Regions from separate parts of the Mus musculus genome. Here region 2 is linked to region 1. The links are chromatin contacts, called in public Micro-C maps. All regions are on one chromosome and are shown on one strand. The core of a region is the stretch at or near the end of the contact, and the rest is flanking DNA. Distances in the headings are between cores, read along the strand shown. Region 1 overlaps Gm30143 (a long non-coding RNA gene). Region 2 holds the start of Npepl1 (aminopeptidase-like 1).

Region 1 (7,263 bases), core at 1,246-3,745:
CCAATGGGGCTTCAGTTGTTGTCTTAGGGTTTTAATGCTGTGAACAGATACCATGACCAAGGCAACTCTTATAAGGAAAACATTTGATTGGGGTTGGCTTAGAGGTTCAGAAGTTCAGTCCATTATCTTCAAGGTGGGAGCATGGCAGCATCCAGGCAGGCATGGCGCAGGAGGAGCTGAGAGTTCTACATCTTCATCTGAAGGCTGTTGAGGAGAAGACTGGCTTCCAGGCAGCTAGGATAAGGGTCTTAAAGCCCATGCCCACAGTGGCACACCTACTCCAACAAGGCCATGCCCACTCCAACAAGGCCACACCCACTCCAACAAGGCCACACCCACTAATAGTGCCACTCCCTGGGCCGAGCATATACAAACTATCACAGTTTTGGTGGCCGGAAATGTGAATCAAATGTCCACATTGTACCTGCACCCAGGAAGAAGAGCGGTAAATGCTAGTACTCTTGTGTTGTGTGTGTTTTCCCAGAGAGACATGAACAAATGTCTCTTCGCCCCACACAGGACACTGATGACAGACTAAAGAATAAGTACATTCAAGCCAATGTAATAAACTGTGAGCTTCTCAGCTTTACCCACAGGCATCTGAGTGAGGGCCCCTTATGAGATCTGTAAGGAGTTACGAATGACTGTAACTCAGCTGGGAGACCGGCATGCTCCCTGCTCCTCTTGCAGACTGCCTCCCCCAGAGATAGGCTCCTCTCCTAGCAAAGTTATACTGATTTTTATAACTTTGGGGAGATGTCTTTTGACTCCTAGAACTTACATAAGTTTCCTATGCCTTATAAATTTCATTTATTTCCCGAGTTTTGTGAGCCTCTCCTCTCCTTCCAGGAGAGGGTATTTTATTTCAGAGGGATCTGCTAATAGAACATCTTGCTTCCTCCTTTTTGTGAATGAAAGGGAGAAAGTACTTTTCCAAGCAGAATAGTGCCACTCACATTCAGACCCATGCAGTCGTCTACCTCAGTCAGACCTCTCTGGAAACTCCTTCATAGACATACTCAAAAGCATGTATCTTAGGTGATTCTAAGTCAAGGTTACCTACCACACTGCGTAGCTAATCTTGGCTGGGGGAGATGGAAGACCCAGTGCCTTAGCATGTCTGCCTTACTTTTCTTCTCTGCAAAACAGAATTATATCTCCCCTTCTTTGTAACCATAGTCTGTCAATGTACATACATTGCCCCAGGTACATGTAAGTCAGCCCTTACAGAGCAAACCACCCTGGAGAGGAAGAATGTGCTATTTGGGGCTGCCTGATAAGCAGGCTAGCATCGTTGTCTTCAGAGTATGTGGAGAGGATTCGGTGAGCACACGGTCTGAGGTGCATAAGAGATGGCCACCAGCACTGCTAAGTACAAATAAGGATCCAGCCTGGAGTCATTGAGGAGCTGTCTCTAAAGACCGTGGGTCTCCTTTCAACAGGGAAGGTGTTCTGCTGCTCTCTGGTCCCCTACAGAGGCCTCCTGCCTTGGAATGTGACTCATAACACCATCACCCTTTTCTGACTGTTTCCCAGCTTCCTATTTCACTGAGAACAGAACCCCACCTCCATCCTACAGCCAGAGGCCTCATCTGCGGCCATCCAATCTTGCCCTCCTCAGCCAATCCCACTGCCTGAGACAGAGGGTCTTTGCAGTTAGCTCTTCTTTCCATTTAAGCCTGCTCCTGGAGTAGCTCTCTTAGTCATGTATTCCTGAAACTACTGACTTCTCTGCCTGGTTGTTACCCAGTCTCCATTTAGGATGTGTCTCCCTAGCTCCCACCCTGTAGCAAGCCCTGGGCTGTCAGCATGCAGATCTGTGGGGTTTGCACCCCAATTCACGAATGTGGTAATTTCAGGCAATCCCCATGTCTACAGAGACACCTCAAGTGGTGCTTCTGTCTGCCTGAAGCACTCCTGTTATTCACCTGCCTCATGAGACCCTTGTCTTGAGACCTTGTCATGAGACCTTGTGTGGTGCTTGGGTCTTCCGTGCCATACCCAGAAGGGCAAGCTGGCTGTATAGGAAAGGATGGTGATTCTGTTGGGGGCAGGTAGCTCCCCAATAAAGAGTCACATGTGAGAGACACCTGCATGGGTAGACTGAGCACCGGGGGCACAGATCAATATTCACAGGGTGCTGAGAAGGGCAATCTTGGAAAGAGTGTCTGTCCTGCCAACCTCTGCTGAGGTCTGCAGAGAGAAAAACATCCATAGCCTCTGGAGTTAAGTCTCTTTCCCAAAGAGCCGCTAGGCTGACACCACCCCACCCCAGGGAAGGTGGGTGTGTGTGGTGAGAAGGCTGGCTGAGAACGGAGGCCAGTGGGGAGGCCCTACCCAGCACGGCCCCCACTGCCCACAGCTCAGCGGCCCCCACTGCCCACAGCTCAGCGGCCCCCACTGCCCACAGCTCAGCGGCCCCCACTGTCCACAGCTCAGCGGCCTCCACTGTCTGCAGCTCAGCGGTGACTCATCCAGGCTCTGACTTCAACACCCTCTGCACATTAATGAGGCTTTAGCGTGACAGAAGAACAGGGAGAGAGGGAAAAGCAGGCTCAGGAACATTGTACAAGCACCTATTTGCAAAAACCTGAGCACCGCACACACTCACCATGTACAATTATCTACACACACACACACACACACACACGGACTGGCACACTATATTTGTTATTCATGGTCACGTGCACATACTGCACTGTATATTCTCACATACATACTCCCATGTACATAGACACACTACCTCCTGTACACACTCATGCACACACACACTCATGCACATACTGTATACTCACTGCACACATAGGCACATGAGCACACTGTATTTGAAATGCATTCTCATGCATACACACTGCATTAAATATTCACACATGCACATAGTCATACTGACCTTCCTGTGCACACACTATACACAGTGCACTTGCTTCAGTCTCTGGGTCCCCACACCCAAGCCTGACAAGAGCAGCAAGTTGTCCCATGTGTGCCATGTGTGCACACGCAGTTCACCAGGCACATCATAGTTTGGTATTTTCATTTGAAAACTCACTTCAGTTGACGCTCTTCTAGGTTAAAAAGTTCTCTGGTCTTCCTCTCAGTAGCCTGCTCATAGCCAGTATGAAAACTTCCATTCCAGTTTTAACAAGGAGAGAGGGAAAGAGATGGGGAGAGAGTCTGTCTCAAACTGTCTCCAACTCAACTGGGTCTGAACCCTGAAGTCAAGTTAGCCTGATCATAACCCAGCTAGAAACTCTAACCCCAGCAAAACACCCAGCTTTTGGCTACATCTTTGTTGCAGTCCTAGGGGATCTTAAACCACAACATAATATATCATATTTGAACTGGAAAGCCAGCGATATCGGGAACATTAAGCCTCAGTGTGCTGCTTACTTCTCCGAGACTCAGAGGCCGGGGCTGGAGAGGCGACTGGGTCACTTGATAGTTAATGTTTATCGTCACCTTTACGGGACTGAGAACATTCCAGAACTTAGCAAACCACATGTCTGGGTGGTCTTCAAGGACCACCAGGGTTAGATCATGAGGACTTGGACCCAATGCATAGTTTAAATCACTGATGGATCTAAAATATGAGTAGACTTTTGGAAGATACCAAGACTGGGATAGAGGCCTGGTCTGAGGAATAGCTCCCTGGAAGTGTGTCTGTCCAGGCTCTGTGTTGTATTGCCCCTTCCTGTTATGGCTCTATTCTGCTTCCTGTTGCCATGGAGTGAACCCCCGGTTTCTCTACATGTTCCCTCCCACATGCTGGTTATTTCACAGTGGACCCCCAAAGCCCAGTGCTACCTCATGATGGACTGAACACTCAGAAAATGGGAGCGGAGTAAATTCTTATTCTCCTTATGTCAGGTATTCTGTGGCCGTGACCAGAAAACCGATACAGAGAATTGGGGCCAGGAGTGGAGGCAGGGGGATGGACGAAACCATAGCTTCTCAAACCTCTGAAGCACCTGTCGAGTCAGGAAGATTTTGGGAATTTAGGCTGGGTCATGTGGTGTGGAGCTTACCTCCACTCCCTGACAGAGGGCCATGTATGAAGGAGAAACTCTCTCTGTTCTGGGGTCCTGGAGGAAACGGAGGGACCCAGGAGATCACATCTGTCACCTTAGAGTTGGTTGCTCTCATGGCCATCTGTAGCAATGATGCTCTCCCACTTCAAAGGCTTTGGCATAGTTGGCCATGGGCAGATGACCCTCTTAGAAACACTGATTCTGAAGGGTCGTGTCACCATGTCATGTCAGTACCATCCTTGGAACTGTCAAGTTACAACGATGAGGGACCCAACCTCCTCCACAGGTTATCCATGTATAGGCTCCTGGCTGAGCAACTCTTAAGAGGGAAGCTTTAGTGTGAAGATGTAAGTCAACGAACCACGTATCCCTGGGGGGTCAATCAGCCTCCTGTCCTTCCTCTCTTCCCACTCCCTGCTTCCTGGCTACTGTGTGGTGATGTGACTTTATGCTGCCACCTCAACTTCCTCTGTCATGTTCCCTCCTCACCAGAGGTCTGAGAACAATGGGGACAGTCAGCTCTGAACTGCAACCTGAGAACCCATGAGCCAAAGATCCTTTCCTCTCAACGAGGTTTTTCTTGGGTCTTTGGTAGAGCAAAGGATGGTTGAAACCAACTCAACTTTAACTCCAACACTTCACAACCTCACCGATGATCCTACTGCTAACCCTAATGTTAACACTATCTACATCCACGTAGGAAAACCAGAGGTGGTGTGCTTCCTAAGGCCGTGGCAATTACATCACTGACTCCCAGGACCAGCTGGAGCTGCGAACAGGGCTTCCAGACAAAGCGGGACTAGATAGATAGCAAGGTCCAGTGTGCTCGGGCTACCAGGGGCCTCATCTCCCTGTGCCTTTTCTTGGAAAACCTTCCCAGCCAGGGTGATTAGCAGAACGTGTGGTCCAGACTAGTTAGGAAGGGGGTGATTTTGGTCTGCCTGCATTTCCTCAAATGGAAAGGGCAGCGTAGGGGCTTGAGAGGAGGGCTCTGAGGAGGGAACAGGGACTCAGGGTTGATGTGAGGCCCTTCCATAAGAAATGAAAATTGGGCTGTCACCAAGATGCTATTAGCCTGCCTCCTCCAATCTGTTCTGTCTTTTGAGTGGGGAGCAGGGGAGAGGAAACATCCAATGAGCAGACCCCCAAGCCCAGCATACTTCTCCACTGAGAGCAGCAGAGATGGGGACTCCAGATGCAGCAGCAGCTGGCGGTGGAGCGCTCTCCCAGCCCACAGCTCTTGTCTAATCTCTACCAAGTGCATATTGTACCTGTGCCTGACTTGCCCCTGGGAGGCTAGTGTGTGCACCACTTCAGTTTGGGAACAGAGTTTCTGCTGGGGGTCCAGGCAGCAGCCTGGCTCTGCTAGCTCTGAGAATCAAGTTGCTCCCTTTGTTTCCTTATGAATTTTCCTGTCCTCTGGCAAGTGGACCTCTACACAGAGGCCACAGGGCTCTTATGGTTTTCCACAGTGGCCTGGGAGGACAGCTGTCCTCAGTAGTCCCTGCAAGCATCTCTGCTTTGATATAGAGCTAAAAGGATGCTGGGGTAGCCAGCCCCGCCTGTCCACTGCCAGCTGGACAGGTCTTGGATGATGTCATTGGGTTGGGAATGTAGAGCCTCACTGGGAGCCTCTGGCCTCATTCTGGCAGCTGGAAAGGAGGAAAAATAGAACTGTGGAGGACCTTGGGGGCATCTTGGAAACTTCTTGCCACCAGTAGGAAGCCATCAAGGTACGGCCGGCCCCCATCTGGGGAAGTAGAACGCTAAAGCCCAGTGTCACCTTGATTCTCTGGCTTCTATCCTGGTGGGAGGTCATGAAGTTGCTGTGCTTCCCCGTGCCTCAGTTTCCTTTCCTGCAAATTGGCAATGACTGCAGCGTACACCCAGGCAAGGCCCAGCGGCCCTGCTGATCCTTACCGAGTTGCACTGTTCGCAGTGCTTACCTATACTTCCTATAGGTGAAGAAACGACGGTCTGTGAGCTGGCACCGTGAGGCACACCTACAATCTAAGCGCTCTGGAGAGTGAAAGGGGAGGATCTCAAGTTCAGAGTCAGTCTAGACAACTGGTTGTGTCTTGTTTTGTTTTAAAGAAAGGAAAAGGGAAAGGTGGTGAGTCATCTTGAGTCTCAGGGAAAATTCAGACTCTTGCAAGCGCCTTCTCCAGCAGGTAGTCTTCAGCATCAACGCTCACTGCAACATCCTCTTTCCTTCATGGCTCAGCTCACATCTGTAATTATATGTTTACATGTGCACACCTTTAATTGTGTGCATTTCCTTTCCCTGATGCTCCACCCCTGGGGGTGGTGCTGGGATCTGCACCCTGTGGTTCATTAGGGGGCCCAGTACAGCAAGCTTATTAGAAATGTAAACACTGGTTGAAAATTAACATGGGGGAATGAAAGATCTTTTAGCTGTAGTTTGGTCAGTTGCGAAGGGTGGCGGGGGTGTATGAGGGGGTAGGACACCAGGAGCTCAGCTCTGCTACATGAGACTTTATCTGGCCACCTGCTAGGGGTCTGAGCCCCTGAGTAAGACAGGCTTGTGTGTTCTGGGTATGGAGATCAATATCTGGCCTTAAGCTGTTCAACAGGGAACAGAGAGCTGTAGCAAGGCTCTGCTGCCAGGCAGGGAGGCAAGGAGGCTGAGACTTGCCAGAGGCCTGGAGGCTGGGAGGCCAAGAGGCTCTGACCCCACACCTAATGACATGTGATTTGGGAACAACCTTTAGTCATGGACTGCAGCTGCTTTGCCTCCAAGGGCAAAGATGGGGCAGTTTGAGTCATTCTGGACACCAAAGATTGGGACAAGCTATCTCTGAAGCTGCCTCTGGGTTGACTGGGACTCTGCCCTGGAATTCATTTCCTGCTCAGGAGCGGGAAGCTCCTTGCCATGTTCTTCCTCGTGCACCTCTTTCGGTGACAATGTGAGCTGCACAGGTGGGCTTGGTACCCACTCTTAGCATTCTCTTCAGTGTTCACGGGGCTCAGACTCTAGGATATATATTGCACAGCTGGGGTGACCACTCTAATGCTGCTCTTGGAGAGAGCCTTGTTCAGCCTACCCTACCTCCAGCAGCCAGGCCAGGGAAGACATGTCTCAACTTGGGAATAGCAGCCAGGCCTCATCTCAAGTTCCAGGCCCCATGCTGGGGCCAGACAGATCCTGAAATACAATTAGTGAGTCGTGCCACCTCAGTCCAACTCCTACCAGGCCTTCAGCTCCGCGGCTCGAGGC
Region 2 (7,263 bases), core at 1,574-4,073, 85 kb before region 1:
CAGGAGGGCAGGCGCAAGTCGATTCTGCCAGCCGGCCACCGCCCCCGCTGTCTGACCATCACAAGAGCCGCTGCCTGTCCCAGGTAATTAAACCTCGAAGGCTCTGCGTAGAGACCAGGGAGCTGACAGCTCAGATATGAGCTGTGCTTGTGAGCCCCTGCCACCTGTCAGCAGCCGGTGGCCTGCGTGGGATGTGTGTTGGGCCGAGGACTGGCCTCAAGGGAGGCAGTCTAACCCCGCAGACCCTCCACCGAGTTCTCACTAAGCAAAGGATGAGAGTGAAGAGCATTTCAACCTCGGTCTCACTGACAAGAGAAGAAATATCCACTCACTTCTTTCTCGTGGGTTTATGTGAGGCTTGCTACACAGCAGGCAATGTGATGGACTCTCCGATAACTGGGAGAGATGTCAGTAGAGACAAGGACAAAGCAACTGATTAAAAGTCTACAGGACCCAGACAGAGCTCTAGGGGTGGGCATCGTGGGGGATACCCTGGTGAGGAAAAAGAGGAGGCACTTATCACCACAGAGTGCCCAGACGTGAGCGGCTGGCAGGAGGTGAGGCGGAAGCCCAGAAGGGACCCCCGAGAATTAGCAGGCAGACATGGTCTTCAGTGCCCACTGCCAGATGAAGGCCACAAGTAGTGGAAACTTTGCAGAGTTGAGACACCAAGGCCAGAGAGTTTGGAAAGAGAAAGTAAGAGGGTGGAGGGCAGTTGGGACAAGAGGCTTGAGAATTGGGGGGTATGCTTCAAGGAGAGACGGACACATCGTGGCCCTCAGAAAAAGAGAAGGGGCCCAAACTAGACCTGGGTGGGTTGGAAGAGAAAGGGGGTTAAAACCAGCAAAGCAACTAGACTGTTTTCAAAAACAGAGAGCTGACACGAGATGGCAGACATGGAGGACCGCCCCCTTTTAACTGTATCAGGGAGACAGAGGGCAAAGCCCTCAAGTAGGGTGCTTGCTTGAGGCTCAAGCAACAGCCTTCCTGAAGCCAAAGTGGAGGGACAAGTTGGCCTCTGGCTGCTGGGTGGAAGCCGGGTCAAGGCAACGGAAGGCAACCTAGGTCAGGCACCTCCCTTGCCTGACAGGCTGGCAGTGGTTTTCAGCCTGCCTGAGTTTCCTCTGAGGCTCCAGTGAGACGAAACACATAAAGGTGCTCCCCACCTAACACGTAAAGGTGCTCCCACTGTCACACACAAAAGTGCTCCCCACTTAAGGGGACAACTATGCATAATCAAATCACAGCTGCACCAAACGGAGACCTGAAAATACAACCCAAGACCCTTTTTTGGGATTCCCGAAAAGCACTGTAGCTCTTCCCAGGGGGAGAGAAGAGAAGAGCTCTCCACCTGTGCTCCCAGAAGGCATGTTGCCTCTAGATACCCACTTGCAAGGTGGACACTTCCACTGGGCCATTGTCTTGTCCCACCAGGAAGAACTCCACCATGACTGTCCTCTTCTCTGCGCGCCGGGATGCCCCTGAGCGGTGTGTGAAGAGTGGGAAGGCCCGTGCCAAGGCACAGGCAGAGGCAAAAACCTCAGTCTGTTCGCAGACCATCTGTAGTGAGAGAGAAGCAAGGTGGGGCTGAAGCCACAAAGGGACACCACCAGGACTCTCCCAATAGCAGCTCTACAAACCCAGACGGCTGTGCCCCCCCAGTAACCTGAGGCTGCGTGAGAAAAATGTCTGCCACCAGATGTTGTCCACTCTTTCCCAGACAGATGAGCAGGGCACAGACATAAGCCCAGGCCTCAATAAATCTAGGCTGGCATCTCTGATTTGTCACGCAAACCGATCCGGTGTAAATCACTCGGTGGTTGAAGGGTTAGAATGGGAGATCACACGGGCCAGCCTGCTGTGCTTGAGGTGGGCCACGGGCTGGGGTACACTCACCGGCCCAGCACTCACCAGGATACACCGGTGGGTTCCAGGAGGCAGGCAGGTTCTCACGAGCCTGGTGATGAAGTGGGCTGCGGACGGGCTGTTATGCCGGCTCACCCTAGAAGGCAGAGCTGCCACTGTGGCGCAGTTCAGGTAGAGAGGACAGCTGTCTGTGGGGTTGGGGTTGAGCGTGGCCAGAGCTGCCTGCCAGAGCTGGATTAGAAAGGAGATATGAGACGGACCGGGCTTCAACACGTGTGCTGTGTGGCTAGATGCGCCCTGCGGGCCACGCCTGCTTGTCTAAGGCACCCTAGCCGCTGCCACCAGGCATGTGTGGCTCTCTGGTACCCTACCACCCTCGTGGGACTGCGCCTCGCGCTGGCAAGGCCTGTCTGGGGACCCTCTGCTTCAAACACTTGGAGGCCCGGCTCCTGGGCCCTGGCTAGTGGCCATGGAAGCGGGTCTCGAGGCCAGAGGCCACGCGGAAAGCCGCCACTGGGCCTTCTGCAGGGCCCGGCCCAGAGGCGCGGAAGCAGGTGGCTCGGCCCGGGCAGGCCGGCGACACAGGCCGGGCCTCGCTGCAGCCAGGGCCTTGGGGACAGACGGCTAGGCCTGTCGCGGGCCTGCGCCCTGGGCCCGGCGGGGCGCGCGGGCGAGGCGGGGCCCGTGGCCCAGGGCCTGGGCTTGGCAGGCGCATGGCGGCCGCGGCCCGCTCACCTCCTCGGTGACCCGGGGCTGCAGCTTCCCGCGGACGTGGCTCCAGGGCACGCGGTGCAGGTGTTGCAGCTGGCCCAACAGCAGCAGGGGCCGGCTCTGGGGGTCCGCGTCCCCGGCGCTGGCCTGGAACTGCAGCCCCACGCTCGCCATCTTCCCCCCCACGACCCCGGCCGGGCCGCCCAGCACCCTGCGCCCTGCTCCGGCCCGGCTCGGCGCCGCCCCGGCCCGCCCGGCCTCGGCGCCCCGCCTTCCCCGCCGCCTCCGGGCCGCGCCGCCCTGCAGGGCCCACCCGGGGCGCGAGGGGGCGCCGGCGGAGGCGGGGCGCGGGCCGTACTGCGCCTTCCGGGCCTCCGTTGGGGGGCAAGTGGCGCGCGAGCCCCTGGAAGCGCTCCAGCTCTGGCTACTGCCCTGGCCCGGCTGGCAGTAGGTTCCTGGACTCGAGGAAGCCTCACTTGCCAGGGACAGCCGTGGCTACTGCAGTGGCCTGACAATTAGGCACTCGGATCCCCCCTTTATTCCGCGTAGGCCGCCTCCTCGGCCTAACGCTCGCCAGAAAGGTCACCATTCAGCAGTGGGCGCAAGCTGCCTCTGCACTTTGTCACCTGTGTTGGAGAGGAAAAGACAGCAGTGTTGGGAGCTTATAGGAAGTCATTTGAAAGGAGTCAGCTGCTACCCTACACTGCCCAGGTTTTGACAACTCCAGGCCTGGGGCTAGAGCTCAGTGACCTCCAGTCTTCTTCCTTTTTTTTTTTTCAAGACAGGGTTTCTCTGTGTAGCCCTGGCTGTCCTGGAACTCACTCTGTAGACCAGGCTGGCCTCAAACTTAGAAATTCTCCTGCCTCTGCCTCCCAAGTGGGATTAAAGGGGTGCGCCACCACGCCCGGCTGTGACCTCCAGTCTTATATGTCACTTTTAATCTACATTTCTTCTCTGTTATCAGCCTTTAAAACTAGCAAAACAAGATGGCTGAGCGAGAAAAGACACTTATTGCAGCGCCTGAGGACCAGAGTTCTAGTCCCGTATCTGGAAGGTGCAAACCAGTATCCAAAATGTGTCCATTGACTAAGAGGTTGACTAAGAGGTACCCACTCACACCGACTTAAACACACACACACACACACACACACAGAGAGAGAGAGAGAGAGAGAGAGAGAGAGAGAGAGAGAGAGAGAGAGAGAGAATGAATTAAATAAAACATTAAAAAAAAAAAAAAAACCCTACCAAAGCCAGTTTCATCACATAGCTCTCCATTCCACTGACCCTGCAGGCACCACCCACCTTATGTCCCCACCTACAAGCCATCTATGGTATGGATTTCTTCAGCTTTGGAGGTTCCATCAAACAGCCCAGAGCAGGCCAGCCCTGAAGACGGCAGTAGCTGAATGAGCAGAGGGGATTCCTTTGAAACTCTGGCTTTCCTGACGCAGAAGTCAACACTAATTGGATCTTATTTTCTCGAAAAAGAGTTTTTACAGCAACTGCATGTTTTCACACATTTTGTAAAGGGTACTAAGTGTTCTATCCCGATTCTCTGGTGTTTGCAAATACAGTGTGAGGCACAAGGCACTCAGGAGGGGCCGAGACAACTTGCAATTTTCCTAGAGGGTGGCAGGCTTAAGCTGATCCCTGTGGGAGAAGTACTATGTCCCCAGTCCCCAGGCCAGTCCACAGCAAGATGTCATCTGAAGGAATGACGCTGGGAGGTGGGGCAGGAGTGAGCATGACATAGCCTGCAGCCTATGAGAGCAGGAGCTGGAGCTGCAGGTGCGCAGGTCTCTGCGTATGCTACAGACCACAGAGTATGTTGGGGGGCTTGGGGAGATGACTTGGGAGGTAAAATATTTGCTGTACAGGCCTGAAGATCCCAGCACCTATAAAAAGATGGGCTGTATCCTAGCACTGGGGGGTGGGGACAATCGTCCCTGGAGCTCCATGATCAGCCATTCTTACCCAGTTGGTTAGCTTCAGGTTCGGCGAGAGAGGCTGTCTCAAAAAACGAGGCGGGGCCTTTCAGATGTCTCTATGGATAAAGGCATTTGTCATCTGAGTTCAACTCCCACTTCCCGCATGGGAAGAAGCAGCCCAACTCTGGTAGGTTGTCATCAACCTACAGGTGAGTACTGCGTCCTGCTCAAGCAAACACGCGAACACAAAATGAATATAGAAGTAACTGTAACCGTCTAGCAAAGAAACAAGGTGGAGATTCACTAAAGGAAGACCCCTAGGGCCAACCTTCAGCCTTTATATATGTAAACTCACATGTGCGTGTGCCCACACACATATGAACACACACACACACACACATTCATAGACAATAGGGCCTGCCTATTCAACAAAATCCTCCCCTCTAATGAAGGAAGTAACTTTTTTTTATTACGTATTTTCTTCAATTACATTTCCAATGCTATCCCAAAAGTCCCCCCCCCCCACTCCCCTACCCACCCATTCCCATTTTTTGGCCCTGGCATTCCCCTAGGAAGTAACTTTTGTGAATCATAAACAAAGATGGCTGAGTTGAGCCAACTCAGCAACCATTTATTAAATACTTACTACATACAGAGCAAGAGGGACTGTTGGGTGCTTTGTAATGAGCAGATATTCCTGATCCCTGGTTTCATGCCACCCCCAGACAGAAGAAATTGAAACCACTCAGGACATTCCACTTTGGATGCTTATCAATTTCCTCAAGACAGAACATGTGATGGATCTGAGAAAGTCTGAAGAAACTACTTTCCCTCTCACGACAAGCTTCACGGACACCAACATAAATGAGACAGCAGGGCGTCTTTGTTTAGTTAGATAGATTTTTATGAAGGTATTAACCCACAGCTCAGGATACACCTCCCTGTCAAGGAAAAATTGAACTTCTTGATTTTTTTTTTTTTTTTGAAAAATGAAAGTTTAAAACAAATGGCCAGATCTTGTGACCCAAGCAGCAACTTACAATTGTGATGAATTGGAGCCAATTCCACACCCGACGAGGGTGTGGCTGCAGCTCAGAAGCAGCAGAAGTTCAAAGGCCTCTGAAAGAAAGCAGAGTAAAGTTCTCAGGAGTCCTGAGGTCACATTCTGGGACACAGCTCTAAAACCCCACATTCCCCTAAGGCTGTTTGTCTGCAAGTTTCCTCAATGCCAAGAAGACAAGTGTACGGTTTAGGTATGTTCATCCAGTGGTCATATGTGCATTCATGTATTCATTTTGGTGGGGGGACAGAGCCCCAGGATCTCATCTGGCTGGCCAAGTGCTCTGCCATGAATCATATCCCCACGTCTCTCTTCGTTTTCCACTAGGCCAGTCTCAAGCTCATCTCTAGCTTGGTTGATAGGCTGACCTTGGACTTGCAATCTTCCTGCCTCAGCTTCCTCAGTCCAACCTAGTGACCTAGCAAACATCAGTTCTGAACAGCTCTAGACCCCTGATCTCTCCAAAGAGAGCAGCAGTGTATGAAAGCTGCTTAAATGTGTGAATGGGCGGAGTCACAGCCACAAATTCCAGACACCAGGTTTCTGGGAGAAGACCGAGGCAAGTGAGGCCCTGCAGACTGGGAGAGCTTTGACATGGGTCTTGAGGGATGAGTTGAAGTTTACTGGCAGTTGGATCCTGAACTAGGGAACTAACCCCTCATAGAGTGCCCTGGGGTGCTAAAGGACACAGTCCACTTGGGACATCTGAACTCAGGTGACGAGGCCTAGCATCCATTTAGCCAGACTCTGTTCTTCCCTTATACATGACTGAACACCAGTCAGAAGTCCTTCAGACGTAGGGGAAATGAGCACCATGGACAGAAAGTGAAAGGCAGCTCTGGTCTGGTGATCCCCATTCTATGACAGTTGGCTGAAGCTACCAACCTAGAGAAACAGGACATGGCCTCTGTGGGTTCTGCCCCAGGCTGCGATATCTGTGCCTTACATCTCTGCACCATGTCCTGAATTCCCTAAGGTGAGAAAATGCCTTGGCTACATTCTGTAACCAGTAGTACCAGATGGTTCACCTATGCTCACACCAGAGCCACCCAAAGTGAGAGGAGCTCTACCCAAAGTAGAAAAACAAACAGACAGACAGAAACCACCTTCACCAACTGTGGAAAATTGAAAACCTAGTACAACGAAGACACTTCTGTGCCCTTCAGCAAGACTGTGCATGCTTATAATCTATACATATTCATGTATACAGGTGTGCGAGCACATATTTCTTTCCTGCATTGTTTAAATCAAATTGCATACATTTATCCCTATGTACTTCAGGGTGTATCCTGGGAATGAGAATGCTGGTTGGACCACATCATCCCATTCAGACCCATGGGCAATTCAGGATTCAAACAATACTATCCTCTAACACTGTGGCTGTCCTCAGACATCCTCAGTGGCTTTTTCTTTTACCAGAAGCCACACAAGGATCAGACGTTCCATTTGGCTGTCAGGTTCTCTAGTCTCCCTGAATCCTGAATAATCCCTGCCTCTTTCTCACGATGAGGACATGTCACACAAAAGGCCTTGACGTTTGAATTTGCCTGCTACTTTGAGATTAGATTTGGGTTGAAGGTGTTTGGCAAAAATCTATATTATGCTTTCCATTGTCCCTCATGAGAAGGTACAGGGTCTAAGTGTCCCTTACATTTGGTTTAAGTGGGATCTGAGAGATCCCTTCTGGTCAAAGTACAG

What was found. Hi-C and Micro-C count contacts between places; a contact is called where the count stands out from the background.
Region 2: a contact with region 1 is called in a Micro-C map of muscle stem cells, with 4 times the contacts expected there. The contact joins the promoter of Npepl1 here to the enhancer-like site in region 1. A contact is called at or near these places in 1 of 15 datasets of contacts at CTCF or cohesin (CD8 T cells), 6 of 484 Hi-C or Micro-C datasets (bone marrow-derived macrophages, embryonic stem cells, erythroblasts and 3 more), 2 of 115 datasets of contacts at active chromatin or transcription factors (intestinal villus epithelium and pancreatic cancer cells) and 1 of 9 other capture datasets (pancreatic islet).

Annotation. Positions count from the first base shown.
Region 1 is chr2:174,020,858-174,028,120 of GRCm38.p6, reverse strand. It overlaps Gm30143 (a long non-coding RNA gene), which reads right to left. Exons shown (of 3, transcript XR_375369.1): 2 at 7,237-7,263; 3 at 6,193-6,256. Among named protein-coding and RNA genes, the nearest start is that of Gm30143, 5.3 kb to the right of the region's middle. Within about 2 kb of position 2,495, at least 32 of the 459 cell types and tissues checked have an H3K27ac peak or open chromatin away from gene starts, as enhancers often do. A contact at or near this core is called in muscle stem cells, pancreatic cancer cells and pancreatic islet, where this site is marked.
Region 2 is chr2:174,105,911-174,113,173 of GRCm38.p6, reverse strand. It overlaps Npepl1 (aminopeptidase-like 1), which reads right to left and starts at 2,823. Exons shown (of 12, transcript NM_213733.2): 1 at 2,602-2,823; 2 at 1,912-2,097; 3 at 1,390-1,560. The coding sequence starts at 2,751.